2 separate regions of the Mus musculus genome follow, and region 1 is linked to region 2. A link is a contact called in public Hi-C data. All regions are on one chromosome and are shown on one strand. Each heading gives the region's core, a stretch centred on a gene start, on an enhancer-like site or on the middle of the called end of the contact. The rest is flanking DNA. Distances are from core to core; before and after follow the strand shown. Region 1 overlaps Shoc2 (Shoc2, leucine rich repeat scaffold protein). Region 2 overlaps Shoc2 (Shoc2, leucine rich repeat scaffold protein).

Region 1 (2,700 bases), core at 153-2,652, 56 kb after region 2:
ATCCTCTGCAGTGCCTTCAATCCTTCTCCCAACTCTTCCATAAGAGTCCTTGAGCTCCATACAATGTTTAGCTGTGGGTCTGCATCTGTTTCAGTCAGCTGCTGGGTGGAGCCTCTCATGGACAGTTATGCTAGGCTCCTGTCTGCAAGCATAGCAGAGCATCATTGATAGTGTCAGGGATTGGTGCTTGCCCATGGGATGGGTCTCAAGTCTGGTCTGTCACTGGTTGGCCGTTCCCTCAATCTCTGCTCCATCCATCTTTGTCATTTCATTTCTTTTAGACAGGACAAAGTTTGTGTCAGAAGTTTGTTTCCCCTTCTAAGCGAGATTTCAAGCATCCTCATTTGGGCTTTCCTTCTTTTTTAACTTATTTGGGTCTATGGGATGTCTCATGGGTATTTTGTACTTTATGGCTAATATCCACTTATCAGTGAATACATACTATGCAGGTCCAGGTTACCTCTCTCTGGATGATTCAGTTCAAGGTGTCAGATCTAATTCTAAGAACCAGATTGTCTGGATTTTTGTCCTATAATAGTGATAATTCAGAATAGTCCAGATGGAAGACCTCATATTATTTAATGTTACCTACTTTTTAAATTGTAACACACCCAGAATTGATCTCTTAGCACATTAATTAGGGTTTTTTTTTTTTTTTTTTTTTTTTTTGTCCTTCTCAGTGTGACTTTTTTCTTTTACAGATTGGACCTTGTATTGTAACCTTCAAAAATTTTTATTTATTCTCTTTGTATACGTAACTGTCGCTGTCTTCAGACACCCCAGCAGAGGACATCAGATCCCATTACAGATGGCTGTGAGCCACCGTGTGGGTGCTGGGAATTGAACTTAGCTCTAGGAGAACAGTCAGTGCTCTTTAACTGCTGAGCCGTCTTTCCAGCCCATATCGTAGGCTATTGACCTGGTATTTGCTATGTAGCTGAAGCTGGCCCTGCAAATGTGGCTTTCCCTTGCCTTAGCTTCCTGAGTGCTGAGATTACAGGTGTGCCTCTGTGTCCAGATAGATTCTGGAGGAGATGCCTTTTGGGTGATTTTGTCACCATATTAGATAAAGACTGAGTCCCTGTAAAGTTTAAATATTTGAAAAATATGTCATTTTATATTCAGATTTATTGTTAGTGAAGGAAGACTAATAATTCTTGAGCTGCTAGGATATAGACATAGGTGCTTATTTTCATATTTAATATTGTATAACTGAACTCAGTCAGTCTATTAGCATTTATTATATTGCAAATAAAGTAAAGTACAGTAAATGCCCCCCTGTCCCTTCCCTGTTTAACCCATAATGAGAGCTGACCTTTTATCTGTGTCTTAAGCAGGGCCTGGGGCCCCACGAAGCTTTCCCATGTCTTGGGCAGGGGAGTATGTGCTAAGCCCTGTTTATACTTGGGTTAAGAGGGTTATAAAAAGGACAGCTCTCTTCAGAATATGAGAGGTGTGTGACTATGTCTACCTGTGCCTGTTCTCAGCCCCGGGGAAGCCTTTGATTAGCCTGCCCAACTATGGGAAATCATTAAGTCTTACTTAGAGTCATCTATGTGCTTTTTGGAAACAGCATCTTTCCAGTGTAAATGTGTGACTCTGTTTGTAACTTGGAATCAATAGGGAAAACAATAAGATCCATTAAAGGCCACTTAGGACCTGTGCAAGCTGAGTAGAGACAGGAATCATGACAGCAGTTTGTAGTAAAGGCCCATTTTATTCTTGAAATCAGAGCTGGTAAAAGTGAGTGCATTTTCTACTTGTAGACATATACACAGAAAGAAAAAGCTTTAGAAACATTGAGCACATGTGAAACTAAGAGCTGTGCATACATGGTTTCAATTACTCTTCCATGTAACCCTTCAGTTTGAGGGGCAGGCATTGTATAAATAGGAAATAAGAATTAAGGAAGGTTTGGGGCCAATTTCAGATGAATTAAATATTATCTGAAAATATGAAGAAAGTGGATTACGTAATTATCTACTTAGAGTTAACAAAAGCTGTTACATTTTATGTAAGATTGGAAGCTATAGCCCCCAACATTTCCCAGTTGACATAAAAAATGGAAGCCTGACTAACTTCTTGTTAGAATAACATTTATGGCAAAAACCTAGGAAAACTTTAATAGATTGAAAATGTTTTTCTTGAATTGACTATCCTGCAAGGTGTTCTTAATTATCACGTTTGCCAGTTCATCTAACAACTGACATGTCTAGAGGAGCCTTTTAGCCGTGCATATAAAAAGCAGGTTTGCATTTCTGCTCCATTCCATCATCACTCAGCTATTCCACACCTTCTGCTGGCCTTGCTGCTCATACAGCGCACGCCTCAGACACCATCTTACCTCATACACCTCATCATACCTCATACACCTCATCATACCTCATACACCTCATCATGACACCATCTTCAACTGTCTGATGGCCAGCTGCTTCAGGCTTGATCCCACGTGCACGTCAGTACAGAGTTGTTTCTAAACTGTAGTCCAACAGCTTTGTCTTTGAGTATCTCATCTTGACTTCTTCATCTGTTTCCAGGTATTCCATTGGTCTCCCTTTGAGTATAGGGATTTAAATTTTAAGCACTTAGTACATACTAGCAACTCTTTTTTGTTTTATCTCTTCTAGTCTTCACTTGAGCTTATATGACAATATTATTTCCACAGTGAACAAACCATGGTTCAGAAAAATAACTGGTTAA
Region 2 (2,700 bases), core at 11-2,510:
TTTGCTCCTGTTTATTGTTCTGTAGTGTTCCCTTGTATAGCTCTATCAGGGTTTATTTAACTGGTCGTTAAAAGGCATTTGGGTTATTCCCAGTTTTGCCATCATAGTTAAAATACATAACAGCAGTGGTGGACAGACTTTTGTGTCAATGTGTTTTAATTTCATAGGAATAAATGTCAAGATGAGCTGCAGTTATATGGTGTAAGATAATGTGGTGTGCACAGTACAGTATATGGTGTGTTCTAGAGTGGCTGGACCAGCACCCTTTTACCTTCAGACCACAGCTAAAGGTAACATTTGGCTGTGATTTTGATTTTACTTCAGGTGTTCCGCTAGATATATAATGATGTGTCGTTTTGATTATCATTTTTATAAACTACTGTTAGTATTATGTATATGACTGTAGACAAATGAGTTTCTCAGAGCCAGGCGGTGGTGGCGCACACCTTTAATCCCAGCACTTGGAAGGCAGAAGCAGGCGATTTCTGAGTTCGAGGCTAGCCTGGTCTACAGAGTGAGTTCCAGGACAGCCAGGGCTACACAGAGAAACCCTGTCTCACAAAAAAAAAAAAAAAAAAAAAAAAAAAAAAAAAAAAAAAAAAAAAAAAAAGACAAAAACCAAACAAAACAAAAAAAAGAAAAAAGAAAAAAAATGAGTTTCTCAGAAAGATCATCACCTTTTTAATACGGTGTACACTCAGTTTCTGATTGGGTGCTCTAATTTCTTTTTCCCTCTTTCTTTTGCTGTCTTTTCAAAGGCTCTCTTCTTCAGTCTGGCCTGTACAGTATAGTTAGTCCTTTATATATTTTTTCCATTCTTGGCCTTCTAAATTCTCTCAAGTTAATTAATTTAGGGATAAAGTATAGATTACTACCAAGGACAGTTTGGGGAAAGAACCTAACTCTAGTTTTAGAGGAGATTGTTATTATTGTTGATATGTCTCTGATGCTAATTTTCTTTTTAAGGTTTATTTATTTTATTTATGAGTTCACTGTAGCTGTCAGACACACCAGAAGAGGGCTTTGGATCCCATTACAGATGGCTGTGAACCGCCATGTGGTTGCTGGGATTTGAACTCAGGACCTCTGGAAGAACAGTCAGTGCTCTTAACTGCTGAGCCATCTCTCTAGCCCTCAGCTGCTAAATTTATTTGCCTTTCATTTATGTCTGTATGTGTTCCTTTTTGCTTCTTTCTTCAAAAGCTATCATCTTGCTGTCAACGATTAAGTTTGCTTCTGCCCTTCCACTGTGTATAATTGGAGATAACGATATCTCAACTGCTTTCTGGTGCTCGTATCTCCAAATAAATATGCTTTCTCTCAGTCCATTCTAATCTACTTGAAAAAAGAACCCTCTTCTTTCTCTAAGACTGAGTTTTATGCTAGTATATGCACCCTTTTCTCTACTGCAAGCTGCAGTAGCTGAACTGACTGCTCTAAGAATTACCATTACTACTGTGTGTGCATGGTGTGTGGTAGAGGATAGAAGCTCACGTCCCATGTGCATGTGTAGAGGTCAGAACATAACCCTGGCGGCTCTTTTCCTCCTGTGTTCTGGGGATAGCTCAGCTTGCCAGGCTTACACGGTAGTAGCCTTGCTCACGTGCTCCCGTGTTGCTTCTTTGCCAGGAGGTTTACTCAGTTCACGTGTGTTTCTTTATGAGCCTTTCTTCATCTATCCATCCCAAAATGTTTACCTCTCTACTAGTGTTTTTATTTATATTCTATGTATATACTTTTAAAGATTATTTGTTAGCAGTTTCATACGTGTGTGTAGCACACTGTGGTCACACTTAACACTGCTGTTCTCTTATCCCTTAGCAAACACCATTAATCCTTCTCCCACCACCACGACCCCATCCTACTTTAATTTTTCTTAATTAAAATTTTTTGATAAATTCATGCATGCTATTGTTTTTATATCATTTCCACTCTCCTCCCTACTCCAATTCCTCTTATATGCCAAAGCTTGGTATAGCGGGTCAGTAGTAGATCATTTTTAGCTTCCTGAGGATTCTCCACACTGATTTCCATACTGATAATACCAGGTTGTAGTCCTACCAACAGTGAGTGGGTTTCTGCCTTTCTCTAGATCCCCACTAGCATTTGTTGTTGGTTGTTTCCTTGATGTTCACTTTTCTGACCTTTGCATGATAAAAATCTCAAAGGAGCTTTAATTTGCATTTCCCACATTGCTAAGGATATTTAACATTTTTAAAGATACCCATTTTTATTGTTTCTTTTGAGAATTCTGTTCAGACCCCTTGCCCATTTTTTGATTGGGTAGTTAATATTTATTTATTTTTAAACTTTTTGATTGACTCTTTGTGAGTTTCACATCATGCAGCCCAATCCCACTCATCTTTCCATCCCTTCATAGTCACCCTCTCCCTTCGCAACGGCCATACAGAGTAAAATAAAAATAAATAAATAAAACAAAGCATGAGAAACATCTTGTCTTGAGAGCTGTAATGTCTGTCCTGCTCTTGTTGTTGACGTCTTTGTTCTGGGCATCTTTAATTGCAATGAGCAATTTATTTTCCTCATTAGTTTTTGAAGATCTCTGTATATTCTGGATGTTAATCCTACATCAGTTTATAGCTGGTAAGAATTCCCCTCTGTGGGCTTCCTCTTTACTTGATTGATTGTTCTTTGCTATACAAAAAGAAGCTTTTTAGTTTTAAGAAGTCCCAACTATTG

Evidence for each region. A called contact is a pair of places that touch in the nucleus more often than the background predicts.
Region 1: a Hi-C map of rod photoreceptor shows a contact between it and region 2, with 2.0 times the contacts expected there. The contact joins two enhancer-like sites. A contact is called at or near these places in 1 of 15 datasets of contacts at CTCF or cohesin (CD8 T cells), 14 of 484 Hi-C or Micro-C datasets (3T3-L1-derived adipocytes, the C2C12 cell line, the HPC-7 cell line and 9 more) and 1 of 115 datasets of contacts at active chromatin or transcription factors (embryonic stem cells).

Annotation. Positions count from the first base shown.
Region 1 is chr19:54,019,714-54,022,413 of GRCm38.p6, forward strand. The region is part of intron 4 of Shoc2 (Shoc2, leucine rich repeat scaffold protein); the gene reads left to right. Among named protein-coding and RNA genes, the nearest start is that of Adra2a, 24 kb to the right of the region's middle. Within about 2 kb of position 1,403, at least 2 of the 459 cell types and tissues checked have an H3K27ac peak or open chromatin away from gene starts, as enhancers often do. A contact at or near this core is called in rod photoreceptor, where this site is marked.
Region 2 is chr19:53,963,876-53,966,575 of GRCm38.p6, forward strand. All of the region lies in intron 1 of Shoc2 (Shoc2, leucine rich repeat scaffold protein), which reads left to right. Among named protein-coding and RNA genes, the nearest start is that of Shoc2, 20 kb to the left of the region's middle. Within about 2 kb of position 1,261, at least 11 of the 459 cell types and tissues checked have an H3K27ac peak or open chromatin away from gene starts, as enhancers often do. A contact at or near this core is called in rod photoreceptor, where this site is marked.